3 separate regions of the Mus musculus genome follow, and all the other regions are linked to region 1. Evidence: chromatin contacts called from public promoter capture Hi-C data. All regions are on one chromosome and are shown on one strand. The core of a region is the stretch at or near the end of the contact, and the rest is flanking DNA. Distances in the headings are between cores, read along the strand shown.

Region 1 (4,994 bases), core at 1,651-4,150:
AATGGCTATCTTCCAATGGAAAGTCCAGGATTTCAGTAGTTGTTCAGTCTATGAGGCTGTGTGTCTGTCTGAGCTGGTCTTCGGTATCCTCCAGCTCTAAGAAGTAGGCTCTAATACCACTGAAGAAATGAGCTTGCCAGCAAGAGCAAAAACAAACAGGTAAAGAGCAAAAGTTTCCTTCTTCCCTGTCCTCTATATTGGCTACTACCAGAATGTGTGTCCCAGATTAACGGTGGCTCTTCCCACCTGAAAATATCCAGCTTAAAGGTGGGTCTTCCCACTTTAGACATTTAATTAAGGGAAATCTCTCATAGGTGTACTGAGCTGCTTAGATTCTTGCTAATTCCAGATGTAATCAAAGGGACAACCAAGAATAACCAACAGTGTATCAGTTGTTTACATTGCTGAAATGGGCTTACCACTGGCCTCTGCTTACTTGACTATGCACTACTGATAAAGTGGGCTTAATCCTGCATTCTATGTGAAGAATACTGGAGGAGCAGTACTCCCCTGTGTGGGTAAAACTCACTAGCTAACTATAAATCGTTTCTAGTTTTGGCAATTCCGTCTTCCTGTTCACTGGTTGCTCCCACTCTCAACGAGGAGCTATGCTCTGCAAAGTCCTGGCACTCTGTCTTGTGTGCCCCAGCTATGGCTTCCCCCAGTCCATACATAGATGAAATCAATGATGACTCACAGACCCAACCAGTGAAGACCTACTAGATCCAACTATTGACCTACTAAACTCAAACAGAGGCCAGTGGGAATCAATTGAGGTCATGTTAACAGTTGGCTTAAAGTAGTGGTTCTCAACTTTCTTTTTTCTTTTCTCTCTGTAGCCCTGGCTGTCCTGGAACTCACTCTGTAGACTAGGCTGGCCTTGAACTCAGTAATCTGCCTGCCTCTGCCTCCCAAGTGCTGGGATTAAAGGTGTGCACCACCACGCCCTGCCAGTTCTCCACTTTCTTAATGTTACAACCCGTTAATACTGTTCGTGTGTTGACCTCAACCATAAAATTATTTTCAGTGCGACTTCATAACTGTACCTTTGCTGTTATGAATTGGAACCTAACTATCTGATGTGCACATCTGTACATTTTACTACGGGACCCTGTCAAAAGAGTCTTTTGACCCCTCAAAAGGTCATGATGCACAAATTGAGAGCCACTGGCCTAAGGATTGACCCCAACAGCGATTCAACCAGACCACAGGCCTGTCAACCATACGTGTGTGTATCTATATTTATATGGACTTTTGTGTCCTGTAGTGATGTTGAGACAGTCGCATCCACCTTTCTAGAAGAAGCCAGTGAGACCACAGATGGTTATGTTACTTTCCAGCTTCCTGAGCAAAGATTTTTAGCAGATTGGCACCTCCGTGGAAAAAAAAAAAGCAAGTTTTCCCCAGTCTATCTTTTTTTTTAAAGTTTATTTATTATTTATTTTTTATGTATATGAATACACTGTAGCTGTATTGATGGTTGTGAGCTGTCATGTGGTTGCTGGGAATTTGAATTTAGGACCTCTGTTCGCTCTGGTTGACCTCTCTCACTTCAGCTTGGCCCTGCTCACTCCTGCTTAAAGATTTATTTATTATTATATGTAAGTACACTGTAGCTGTCTTCAGACACCCTAGAAGAGGGCATCAGATCTCATTACAGATGGTTGTGAGCCACCATGTGGTTGCTGGGATTTGAACTCAGGACCTTCGGAAGAGCAGTCAGTGCTCTTAACCGCTGAGCCATCTCTCCAGCCCTCTTTTTTTTTTTTTTAAATATTTATTTATTTATCTATCTATTTATTTATTTATTATATGTAAGTACACTGTAGCTGTCTTCAGACACTCCAGAAGAGAGCATCAGATTTTGTTATGGATGGTTGTGAGCCACCATGTGGTTGCTGGGGTTTGAACTCAGGACCTTTGGAAGAGCTGTCGGTGCTCTTAACCACTGAGGTATCTCACCAGCCCCCCCAGTCTATCTTTAAAACAACAGTTTCCACTGGGTATGATTATCACTGCACTTCATTCACCTGCATTTCTGAGAAGATTGCAACTTGGAACAAGCCTACTGCTACCTTGAGGGAATTGTAAAAAATTATAAGTCTGACGATGGTCCCAGCAAATGAGAACGCTTGAGGAAGTGGTCCTGCATAAAGATTGTGTAAGCCATTTATGAGCTCTGCCTTTACTTTGTGTGGGTTTAATAAATAAATGTTCATTGGGAAAAACGAAGTCTAGTTTTGGAAGGTTTAATAAAGTTATGGCTTTATTTTCCTAATTGGTTTTGTTTAGACGAAAAGTTCAAATTAATTTAAAGTCAGCTAACGACCTTGTCAGGAGTAAAAAAGATAGGTGGAGTGAAATCTGTGCAGGTGGGAAAATGTTAATGGACAATACTCTAACGGAATTAACGGACATTGGTTTGCATCTTTAACCCTCAAGAATAGAAAATCCACAGCTTCAAAAATGTCAAAAAGAAAATCTGTTAATTCATAAGACAAATACGGAGGCCATGGGACTTCTGGCTTGAGAGTTCCCTGCGGTCTGATTACACATTTGGAGTTTAAACCACAAGGTCCAAATGGGTGAGTTTGTTCTTGACAGCAATGGTTTCGGGACCATTACTAGGTCCTAGTCCCTCGCCCCTTCCATCCCTTCTTGTCTTCCACAAGCACGATTCGCCTAACACTTAACGTCCCTTCCTTCCTTCCCCATCTTCCTTTTCTCACCCAGTAAATCTTCCCTCTGCTCTCTTAATTTTAGAAATAGTTTTGAGACAAAGGAGAAAAGCCAGACGAGAAATCCCAAACTTATCGTGCAAACCCCGCCCACTCACGCCCGGACAAGACTTCCGGGTTCTGCCTCCGCGGCCGCGCCACTTCCTCTGACGTCACCGGTCAGAGGTGACCGGCAAGATGTCCGCAGGCGGCGGCGGCCGCTTAGAGCTCCTGTAGCGCGGCTCATCTGTGTGACAGGGGCCGGGCGGAGGCGGCTGAGAGTGGTCGGGGAGGGGACAGGAGGCGGAGGACGGGTGGCTAGGCGCTCCGGGTGCACGGGCCGCTACCGGGAATGCGCTGCAGCGCCCCGTGCAGCCTGAAAGGCGAGCCCCGCAGGAGCTCTTCATGCCGCCCACCGGCTTAGAGTCCTCCAGGATGAACAGGAAGAAAGGAGACAAGGGCTTCGAAAGCCCACGGCCGTACAAATTATAAGTACCTTTCCCCTACTCCGTTTCTCGCCCTGCTCTGATTTTGTTTTCATTGATTCTGTGAGTGACTTGATGAGTCCGGGAAACTAGTGGGAAATTAGAGCCCACTCCAGGGGACATGATGTTTGTAGGGTGAAACGGTTTTGAATAATTGTTCAGCATACTCCTTCCCCGCCCACGGGCTCATAAACCTTTCTTAAAGTACCGCTATATTTTTTTGTCAAGACAAACCTTTTCATGGCTGTTGCTCGATTTAAAATAAGCAGGTTACTCATTTTGTAGAATTCGAAGACAAACTACTGTGTGGTTTTTGAGCGGCTCAGTATATAGTCCCTATTCGTACTTAGATTTATGCTTTCATATAATAATAGTCGTTTCTTTCTTTTTTTTTATATATACAACCCATCAGGTCGTCTGTATCAACAACATAAACTTCCAGCGAAAATCAGTTGTGGTAAGATCACTCCCGGTCATCATAAGTCAGCCTTTCACAGTTCTTGGGGGGGATTCTATAGTCTTCCAGATTATATGGTGCCCCAGAATAAGACATAAGAATTCAAGTCTAGTTTGCTATACATGCTGTTCTCTGTTCTCCCCACCTTTTCCCATTTCCTGATTAAAATGTTCAAATATGCTAAGTATATTGTGCAATAGGAAGTCTTTATAGTCAAACACCTTCACATTGTGCATTAGACAGGACAGCCTGTAGTCATAGCAGTCTTAGATTCAGCTGTTCATTTATGGAGTGTCATTTGGAATATTTGTCACACATTGCTATTTGGGGATAGAACGTGAAAACATTAGGGAGTATTTGTAATTTAAGTTTTTACTTCAGCAGTATAGGAAACTCATGATACCTCTCAGTGAAGCTTAGCATTATTAGAGTCAACGTGATTGATAGAATTATACTGTGTTAGTTGAATTGCTCTTGTCTATAAGACATTCCTTTTTTGTTGTTGTTGTTGTTTTGTTTTTTGTTTTTCAAGACAGGGTTTCTCTGTATAGCCCTGGCTGTCCTAGAACTCACTCTGTAGACCAGGCTGGCCTTGAACTCAGAAATCCGCCTGTCTCTGCCTCCCAAGTGCTGGGATTAAAGCATGCACTACCACTGCCCGGCTATAAGACATTCCTTAAGGGATATGTATATTAACCCATTGATTCTTCACTGTAATCTCTTGACACAGATAAGATTTAAGTCCCAGCTCTTCCCCCCCCCCCATCCTGCTTGCTCTGGCCATATTTATTTCATATATGTGGGTACACTGTCACTGTCTTCAGACACAGCAGAAGACAGCATCGGATGCCCATTGCAGATGGTTGTGAGCTACCATGTGAATTGAACTCTGGACCTCTGGAAGAGCAGTGGGTGCTCTTAACTGTTGAGCCATCTCTCCAGCCCCCTCAGTCCAAATTTTATGAATGAGGGAGCTGAGTGTATACAGGTAAAGGGAAAATGGGTAAATAACGTATTGGTAGAAGAACAAAGCTACTGCCTACATGTAGCCCAGCAAAAGAGCCTCTGGTGGACATTGTTCACATGTTTGTGCTGTTACTTTCTGTAATCCACAAGAGAATATGCTTGCTTGCATTTAGTATCCTGGAATAGAGAAATGAACAGTCCACCTTTTCCACCATAATAGCCCTTACTTCACTGGGTAGGGACCCATTATTATAACTTATAGGGCTAAACAAGTAAGCATTAGTCCTATTCTAATAGACTTGATCTATAATATCATTTAGTTACGTGACCTCTAAATACTTCCTGCTTGACTACTGGACTGTAGGGATG
Region 2 (4,994 bases), core at 1,612-4,111, 3.1 Mb after region 1:
TCCAGATAGCAGAAGACTTGCAATTACCTGAAAACTGTTTATAAAGCATATTCTCAGGCCTACTTCAACTCTCTAATTCAAATGCAGTTGAAGTAATATTTCAGTACAAGTAGTAAACCAAATCAAAATTAGAAAACAAGACTGCCAGGTACCCTGCACAAGTATACCAGAGACAGAGCAATAAACAGACTTTTTCTTCAGGAAAAAAGTTGTGTCATAATACAGGGCAAATCTTTACACCAAGTGTTTGTATGGTTTTTGTAACGTGATGATTTCCAAATAACACAGAAACTGCAGTAGTTAATTTTATTCTTATCAAGAGACAAGAACCAGTTGGTGTTCGTGACCCCCATGCAGTCTTAGAAGGGTCTTTAGGAGTTTGCCTTTTCACTCTACTTTTCTCCTTTATCAAAATTAGCAGTTTCTCTCTTTCCTTATGCCCCTCATCAAACTCGTTTAATTCTTTTGCAGTGAAAATACTATATTGGTGGTATCCTTTCCTCAACTGGTAGTAATTTAATACATTTTAAATGTTTGTTTGTTTGTTTGTTTTTCGAGATAGGGTTTCTCTGTATAGCCCTGGCTGTCCTGGAACTCACTCTGTAGACCAGACTGGCCTTGAACTCAGAAATCCGCCTGCCTCCGCCTCCCAAGTGCTGGGATTAAAGGTGTGCGCCACCATGCCCAACTAATACATTTTTTAATTTGTAAATTTTTTAACATCATAAGGTCTTCCTGACATTATTTTAAGAGCTCCACCCCAGCTCTATTTGCCCATTTGTCAATAATTTTTCTAGGCAGTTTTGCTGGATAAAAGAAACAATGAATACCAAACTGAAACAACACACCTGGAAAAAATACTGTCAATCTTATTTTATTAAATTTCTGTTATAAAAATGGTCACTGTCAAATATTTCCAGGGAGGTAACTGAAATGTTCTTGGTATTGAACTGTTAATATGATGAAGTTTTTGGACAAAAGTCTTAATGATCTATAAGGCTCTAATCCAGGTTCTGCCTCCCCCCCCCCTTCAGTTCTTTGTAACTCAAATCAACATATGCACTCTCCATCCTCTCTAGGCCCACTCCTGAACCCAGATGATTTTGATTTGGTGATTCACCCATATGCCTGGGCAGATCCTACACCCAGCCTTGACATGGCCTGTGAAATCCTGTTCTCAGAGTTGACTCAAATCTTTCCTTTCCCATGAGGTGGGTGTAACTATGAATTAAACTTAAATGTAACACACACACACACACACACACCCCGAGGGATTATTTTCACTCATTTAATTCATACATATTGTATTGTGTTGGTATTTGAAATACGGACTGTTATCCCTAACTTCTTTGCTTCTCTATGTCTGTGCCTGATTATATTTTACTACATATCTTATCCTTAAATGACATTTCTTATCAAAATCCAGATAAACAGCAAAATCATTATCAGTGTTTTATCAGTGTTTTAAACCCATTTCCTTCTGCTTAGTCCAAGACCTTAAGGCATTTTACTTGGGGAGTTTTCTTTATTAAACAAATGCTTTTTTTTTTTAAACAAATGCTTTATACCTTATTTTTTTCATTTACTGTAAAAGCTTTAAAGTTATGCCAAAACACATTGTGATATTCCCAAAAATCTTGTCAATCCTCTTACTCTAAGCTTCCTACTTACTCTAGTGTTTTTGACATATATAATCCTTTTTCAAGAGTTGATCAGTTCCGAGGAACAGCTCTGCAAAACTGTGTGCAGTTCTAAACCAAAATCTGCTACTGTATGTTTTATAATCCTCCTACCGTTTTCCTCTCTCAAATGTGTTGTGTGTTATCATGAGACAGACAAGCAGAACAGAACTGCTTTATAAAAAGGCTTTAGAGAATGACAGCAAGCAGTTTCTCGGTCAGTTATTAAGTCAAATCATAAAAGTCATTACTACGTAGCCAAAAAAAGGAAAGTGGATTATTTTCCAATGAATAGAGGTGAAATCTGTTAATTAAATCTGTCCTGTCAAAGGTTTGTTAAGCAAACTGCCTAAAGTTGACACACGCACCTTCAGCAGGTGTTTCCAAACTGTCAGTAGCTAACTCCCACAGTAAGAAATTTACTGATGAACCATAAGCAAGCATCTGCTTCAAAGAATCAAATGTTGTTTTGTTGGTTTTTGTTATTGTTGTTTTGGTTTGAGATAGGGCTCCTCTGTGTAGTATTGGCTGTCCTGGACCTTGTGACCAAGCTGGTCTTGAACTCACAGAGATGCACCTGCCTCTGCCTTCCGAGTGCTGAGGTTAAAGGCGTGTACCACCACCGCCAGAGAATCAAATGTTGTTAAAGGGAACTTTCAAGAACATATATGAGACTCCATGAATGGGAGACCAAAGTTAGTTTAGGAACTGCGTGTAAAAGGAATCTACTCTCAAAAAATTTCTCCCAGGGCCTCGGTAGCATGCTTTTTGCTGCAAACCTAATATAAGCACAGGTTGGCCGAACCAATTAGGCCTTACTTTTCCAGCAGCTAGCTTAAGATTTTTGTTTCCTTCGTCGCTGTACAAGGTCATTAAAATAATTTTTATTTTTGCCGGGCGCAAAGAAAACTGGCCAACAGCAAAGACCTGCTTTAACTCGAGTTCAAGTTAAACCCCAATTAGTTACACGGTGTTGCGCAGGCGCTGCATTTGCCAACTCTGACGCTCCGCAAACCTCTTCAAGGAACCCTTTGCGCCTGCTCCGTGGCCAATAGGTGGCTGGTCCAGAGACAAGGAAGTGGTCAGCGCGCCTGCGCCGCCCCTTCTGTGGGTGGGGGGCGGCTCCGGCGGGTTGCGCAGGCGCACACGTACCTTTTTGACCGTAAACATCCTGCCGATTTGAACCGAGGATTTGGGCGGCCGGAAGAGCCGCGCCGTAACGGCCGCCATCTTGTTTGTTTGAGTGAATCGGAAAAGGAGGCGGCGGCCGTGGCGGTGGCGGGAGCAGCTCCGAGGCTACACCGCACAAGGGCTCCCCCTCTCCCCGCCCCCTCCCCTGACCCTTCCCCCCCTCCCCGGGCCACCCACCCCTCCCGGCTCCCCGCCGAGATCCAGGTAAGCGATCGGGCCGACCCCTCCTCGGGCTCTGGCTCCCTCCCCGGTGCTCTGCCCCGCCGGGTTGCTCCCGGGGCGCGGGCTCCGCGGCCCGCAGTTGCGGTGCGAGGCGGCCGGCGTTGCGGCCCCCGAGTGCTGCCAGCTCCCGGGCAGCGCCCGGCGACCCCGCGCTCTCCGGGCCCCCTACGTCCCGGGGCCGCCCTCGCCTGGGGGGGTTCCTCGCTGCCCCGGGGCCGTGCACCGCGCCTGCTGACTTCCTAATGGTTCCGCCGCAGTCCAGGGCCCACAAAAGCGACCCTCGGCCGCGCGGAGGTGGGACAGCGGGATCCCGGGGCTGACGGGGAGAGAAGGGGAGGTTTGAACGAGCCCGCTCTCGGAGCTGGCCGCCCCCTCGGGGGGGAAGATGGCTGTCTGCAAAGACGCGGGACTCAGGGCGGGAGCCGTCAGGGAGACTCCTGGGCGGGCGGGCGCGGTGCATCGGGTGTGGAGTCCGGGGTCCGGGTCGCGCCAGGCGTGTGCTGGCCGCAGGGATCGTGGACTCACTCGCCTGTTCTTCTGTCTCCCTCAACCGGATTTCTCTATAATGTATATATTTGTGTGTTGGGCATCTCAGAAATTGGACCGGCTGTTTTAAAACACGATCGAATAACATTGCTTCCAAGAACATGAGTGTAGCTGGTATTCCCCTTAACTTTTCTAAACTTTTTTTTTTTTTTTAATTTCTTTAATGGCTAAGGATCGAGTGTTGTAGAGACGTTCCGAGGCTGGGTGCCTTTTTCGTGGCACAGAAAGGCTTTGAGTAGGCTCTGCCAGGATAGTGTAAGGTGACACTGTCGAGGTGTTCAACTAGACCAAGCGGCCTTCTTCAAATTTAAGAGGGAAACGCTGTGGACGTTTTCTTCGTGCTCTCTGATTTGTTAAGCTGTCTTCAGCGTTCCAAAACGCGTTGGTGTTTGAATGGCTTATGGAAGTGGCTTCTGTACTTCGGCTTCTCTTTACAAAGGAAAGTTAATATTTGCTCTCCTTAAACTGTATTGGAAGAGCTTCGGCGTCGTCCCGTCCCGTGCCCACCACCCCCACCAAGGGTGCAAAATCCTATTAAAAATCAAATGCCAGTGAACTGAAAGGCTGCAGGGTTTTGGAACAGACTGAAGTCGCTTTCTTAAATTGTAAATACCTTTAAGGTTGGAGGCAACTTTCTTTAAGAAGGTATTGGTGAAGGTGTGTGCCTTGTCCAGTGTTTGAATTATCTTAGAGTTTGTATAACCAAAGTTACAGAGTTGTTTAAGGAGTGGACACGGTGCTTTTTGTATTATGCACAGTAAATTGGGAATTTCTTTTCAGACTTAGCAAAACATGCAGATTCTGAGAGAGTTATACTTGGGTAGTTGGGAAAACTTAATTCTTATTCTTTTTTTTTTTTTTTTTTTTTTTTTTTTTTGGTTTTTCGAGACAGGGTTTCTCTGTATAGCCCTGGCTGTCCTGGAACTCACTTTGTAGACCAGGCTGGCCTCGAACTCAGAAATCCGCCTGCCTCTGCCTCCCAAGTGCTGGGATTAAAGGCATGCGCCACCACGCCCGGATGAAAACTTAATTCTTGAGAAATATATTTTGTTTTCCATCCTACCTTAAAGGTGTGAATATTCTAACTGGGCAAGTTGATTTTTGAGACTTCTGTTTGAATCTGCTTTTGAGACTACATGTGCTGTTCCGTTTAATTGTCATTATCCCTAAAGAATATTATGTTGACTTTGTAGTTGATATAAAGTCAGGCTTGTGTTTTGTTATTGTTGTTAGGAGAGGTGAGGAAATCCGATTATGTACCCCAGGCTGCCCTTGAAGATCCTCCTGCCTCAGGCTCAGGACTCCTAGGATGATGGACACCAAGGCCAGGCTAAACTTCAGACATGAAATGACTTC
Region 3 (4,994 bases), core at 1,082-3,581, 3.1 Mb before region 1:
TAGTCTCCTAAGAATTAAGGGCCTGGGGTCACAGGATTCATAGGATAATCAAAGGGGAACCTGGAGGTTGAGAACAGCTCTTCAAGAATTTTCTTTTTTCTTTCTTTCTTCCCGCCCTCCCCCACACCCTCCCAGGGTTTCTCTCAGTAGCCCTGGCTGTCCTGGAACTCTGTAGACCAGGCTGGCCTTGAACTCAGAAATCCGCCTGCCTCTGCCTCCCAAGTGCAGGGATCAAAGGCGTGCGCCACCAAGCCCGGCTAAGAATTTTTTTCTAACAGGATTTGGAACATGGTGGGACAATGTAAGGAGGGCGACCACAGCTCTTTCAGATCTTTTCTTAGCTCTTTTAGAATTTTCTCTAATAAGATTTACTGACACAGCTCTGTTAGCATGTCTCCTAGCAGCTAAACAGAAAAAGCTGGCAGAAGAGTGAACACAGCTCTTTTAGAATTTTTTTTCTGGCTTTCTGATTTTGATCAGAAAACCCAAGAATTACTTTTTGAGTATTTCTAACAGGATTTCTGACTTGGTCAGCAAACCCATGAGCTATCCAAAGAGCTTTTAGAACTTTTAATAGCAGAGAGAGCTGTCTTGAGCAGAAAGCTAGCTGTTTCAACCAAAAAGTTTTCAGAATAGCAAGAAAAAGCTGTCTCAAGCAGACACAGAGAGAGCAGTCTAGAAAGCCACATCAGCGGAACATAGACCACCAGCATGGACCAACAATTTGACTTCAAGTAGTTTTCACTGCTCCCAAACACCCCTTCTTTCAGAAACCCGGTCCCAGCTGAGGCCAGTCCTTGGCACTGCCAGGAAATTTATCTACCTTGTTTACTGCTCTATCCTCTGTGCATAGAATCAACCAACATACATTTCACATCCCTACGAAATATTTACTAAATAAATGGAAGACACAGAGTAAATGTTCCAGATAAAAACTAGCAGGATTTGGAAACCAGGCGGAGCAGATCTATAATGCAACAGCTAAAAAAGAAGGACTCCCAACCACCATGTAGACTCCAGATCTCATTCCACTTAGTTGTGTGGTCTGGGACAAACCACAACCATTCTATAGTTCAGCCTTTGTAGTGTCAATAATTACCACAGAACCTGTCTCCAAGACATCGCTCTACCACCCCCTGTTCTCAATCTGTGGGTCATGGCGTTGAATATCAGATATTTACACTACGATTCTTAACAGTAGCAAAATTAGTTGTGAAATAGCAACGAAGTTTTTACAGCTGTGGGTCACCACAACAAGAAGATCTGTATTAAAGGGTCACAGCCCTGGAAGATTGAGAACCAGGGCAAGCACTTGGACTTGAGCTAAAGTGGTCACTGGTCAGTCACAGCTGAATGCTAAGTTCTTAGAGTCCTTGTTTGAGTGACCAGCTAGAGTTGAGAGGAGTCTATTTAAATGATCCTGAGGTTTCTCCTGAGTTGGGATAGCAGTCCCTACACAAAAGGAAGATGAGGCCTAGGGACAAAAAAGGCAAGGTGAACGGTGTTTGCACAAGCAGCCTAGGACACTAACCTCACAATCCCGGGGCCTTGTGTAAAACAGCAGCACACCCTTCAGTACCTCAGAGTTCTTCCAAGCTGCAATCACACCAGTACCTACCTCTTGGGATTACTGTGAGGTTCAACTGAGTTAATTTACACCATGCACGCAAAACAATGCCTAGCATATGGCAAGGATGGTGCAAATGCAACCATTATCATATGGCCAGTAAGGTAATGCCAGTAAGGTAATCAGGGTAGCCAGTTGCCTGAACTGGATTTCCTACTACCACAAATTCTGTGTCTCCATTGTCTTTAAAATTATAAAGACGTATACTTCAACCTGAATCAATGCAGACTTCAACAGTTACCATTGGGTCTCCAGCCTAACTCCCCTCCCTCCCTTGTCCCTATGCACTAAGACGCCCCGACTTCACCCCACTGCTCAGGCTCAGCTAAGGAGACCAGAAATGCGTTCCCCACCCTCCTCATCCCGGCGCTAAACCCGGGCAGTGTAGGCCAGCAGCAGCACTCAGGGGAGCATCCAGGAGAGGGGCGCATTGGTGGCGGCGCGCGAAACCGCGCAGATTCCCGGGGTCCGCGCCCGCGCTCTCTCACCAATAGCAGCTGTTGTAGACACATGCGTCCCGCGTAGGACAGACCGGCTGGTACTGCGGGGCCGTGGCGGCGGGGCCGTCCCCCTCCATGACCCGAAGCTGTGGCTCACAGGTCAACTAAACAACCCGCTGGCCGCAATTGTCGCCAGTCTCCCAGGAGGAGAGGACAACAGAGTAGGCGGCCAGGACAGTTTCCGGGTGGGAGAGCCGAGAGCCGGGTGGGCGGGGCCCCGTGCAGCGTGAGGGCGGAGCCCGGGATGACGAAGCCTGCGTGGTTCCGGGTGGGCGGGGCCTGAGAGAATGAGTGGGATCTGAGGGGGGTGGGGGTGGGGCGAGGCTGGTGGAGAGGGGGCTGGGAATGCGAATCTTAGGATGACTTGAACTGTGTAGTTCTTGCCAGGTTTTGCGTGGTGGGTGGAGCCTGTGGCAGAGCGGGATGCACTTAGAGGCTTCCCTCTCGCCCCGCCCCCCCCACCACCCGGACCCCAAACCGAACCTGTTCTTGAGCTACGCTGCGTAGACCTAGTCGCCCTCCCATGGAGGGATTGCTTGTGTTGTTGCCAGTGTTTAGATATGAGCTTCCGGATACACTTAAAACTCCAGCTAAGGTTGCCCGCTGTGTGAAACCAGAAGAAACTCTAAACTAAGAGATGCTTGGGCACGCACGAAAGCTGAACCTTTAGAGCAGGAACTGAGAAAGAAAGGCGAACGGGGGGGGGGGGGGGGGGTGTTAGTGCAGTGCACCCAGATCTCACCATATTGTAATTTAATTTCTTCTCATCTGGATCTCTCTCCCTCTCCGTGTGTGTGTGTGTATTTTAAAGAAAAAAAGTTTTAACCAGGTGTGGTGACAGACACCTAAAGTCCTTGCATGCAGGAGACTGAAGCAGGAGGATTGCTTCTAATGCAAGGTGATCCTAGACTACAAAAGAATTTTTCTTTTAAAAAAAAAAAGATTTAAAGAGTCTGGATAGCATTTTGTGTTAATCATATTTATTTTCAAAAGAGAAGACACCAAATTGCTAAAACAGTGTTTATGCATAGTGAATTAAAGACATAGAGAACTGTCTCTATAGACATCCCAGTCTCCTGTGTGTGCCTTAAGTGCTCAGAGAACCTCCCTGCAAACGCTGGACTTCTTAAGATTAGATTATAGGCCACCCACAGACTCTCAGCCTTCTGAGACCCCAACCCCATAAAGTGCTGTGCTGGTGGTATTCTGGTGAACTTCAGCTGCTGTCCAAAACCCATAAATCCTACAAACTAAACATGTGTTTGTGTCTGTTACCAATTTATTGTTTCAGCTTGAATACTCCCTTCAACAGAGGCTGGGAGGCAGGGAGTGGCAGTCATGAAGCCTCTCTTGGTTAGTACAAAGTGAGTGTGAAGTTAAGCTTTCTCAGTAGAAGGATGGAAAGAGATTGCAAGGGAAAGAGGATCCCTGCAGTTTCTAGAAGGGACCAGAGCTAGTTGTGTGATCATCCTGCCCTCCAGTGGAGTCAGCTCTGGACAGACACCAGAACTTGGGGAAGCCTGCTTGCAGTTGTGTGTGGACAGCAATGGCCTTCTGTCTTAATCAGGGTTTCTATTCCTGCACAAACATCATGACCGAGAAGCAAGGAAAAGCAAGTTGGGGAGGAAAGGGTTTATTCAGCTTACACTTTCACATTCCTGTTCATCACCAAAGGAAGTCAGGAAGCAGGAGCTGATGCAGAGGCCATGGAGGGATGTTACTTACTGGCTCGCTTCCCCTGCCTTGCTCAGCTTGCTTTCTTATAGAATCCAAGACTACCAGCCCAGGGATGGCATCACTCACAATGGGCCCTCTTCTGCCCTGGATCACTAATTGAGAAAACACCTTACAGCTGGATCTCACGGAGGCATTTCCTCAACCGAGGCTCCTTTCTCTGTGATAACTCCAGCCTGTGTCCAGTTGACACACAAAACCAGCCAGTACACCTTCTATCCTCTTTCCTCCCTCCATAGCACTTTTGCCCCAGGTGCTATGAGAATCAGCCCTGCTGCTTCTCAGACTCGCCCTCATCTGCCTCACACAACATCCAGCCCTACTCACCTACCCACACACACCATGGTCCACCCTTAAAGTCACAAGTATAGGGCTGGAGAGATGGCTTAGCAGTTAAGGGCACTGCCTGCTCTTCCAGAGGTCCTGAGTTCAAGTCCCAGCAAGAACATGGTGGCTCACAACCATCTATAATAGGATCTGATGCCTACTTCTGGTGTGTCTGAAGACAGCTATAGTGTACTCATAGAAACAAAATAAATAATTCTCTAAAGAAAATACACAAGTGTACCCTCCACTTCTGAATTGTTAAAAATACAAATGAAAATAGTAACCAGGAGGGGCTGGTGAGATGGCTCAGGGGGTAAGAGCACCCGACTGCTCTTCCAAAGGTCCGAAGTTCAAATCCCAGCAACCACATGGTGGCTCACCACCTGTAACAGAGATCTGATGCCCTCTTCTGGTGCGTCTGAAGACAGCTACAGTGTACTTACATATAATAAATAAATAAATAAATAAATAAATAAATAAATAAAAATTGATTCCTGTTGTTAAAAAAAAAAAAAAAGAAAGAAAGAAAAAAAGAAAATAGTAACCAGGAAATAACACCTAACATGGCATACCTATTCCTTGTTCTACTGCAAACACACAAACAGTGAGGAGTGGAGTCTTACCTTGAGGCCACCACTCCCTTAATTTCTAGGACTCTGCTTCATTTTACTTCCTGCTGCCCTATAATACTTGAACCATACATTCTGTATTTTCAAAACACTCTTCATGAATAAACCAAGAGTGAGCCAGAGGATAAAGGCTTTTCTAAGACTTCCTTTGTCAGTGCAATTAATCGGATTCTCTTC

What was found. Promoter capture Hi-C pulls out the DNA fragments that hold promoters and counts their contacts.
Region 2: a contact with region 1 is called in a promoter capture Hi-C map of pre-B cells. The contact joins the promoter of Rad21 here to the promoter of Taf2 in region 1. A contact is called at or near these places in 1 of 39 promoter capture datasets (pre-B cells) and 1 of 484 Hi-C or Micro-C datasets (pre-B cells).
Region 3: a promoter capture Hi-C map of pre-B cells shows a contact between it and region 1. The contact joins the promoter of Wdyhv1 here to the promoter of Taf2 in region 1. A contact is called at or near these places in 5 of 39 promoter capture datasets (cranial neural crest, liver, maxillary cranial neural crest and 1 more).

Annotation. Positions count from the first base shown.
Region 1 is chr15:55,070,058-55,075,051 of GRCm38.p6, reverse strand. It overlaps Taf2 (TATA-box binding protein associated factor 2), which reads left to right and starts at 2,900. Exons shown (of 26, transcript NM_001081288.1): 1 at 2,900-3,205; 2 at 3,605-3,659. The coding sequence starts at 3,123.
Region 2 is chr15:51,989,627-51,994,620 of GRCm38.p6, reverse strand. It overlaps Rad21 (RAD21 cohesin complex component), which reads left to right and starts at 2,861. Exons shown (of 14, transcript NM_009009.4): 1 at 2,861-3,074. Gm52217 reads right to left here and starts at 3,646. Exons shown (of 2, transcript XM_030248881.1): 1 at 2,832-3,646. The coding sequence starts at 3,552.
Region 3 is chr15:58,138,703-58,143,696 of GRCm38.p6, reverse strand. It overlaps Wdyhv1 (WDYHV motif containing 1), which reads right to left and starts at 2,331. Exons shown (of 6, transcript NM_029734.2): 1 at 2,116-2,331. The coding sequence starts at 2,204. It overlaps Gm23475 (a small nuclear RNA gene), which reads left to right and starts at 428; the gene lies at 428-489.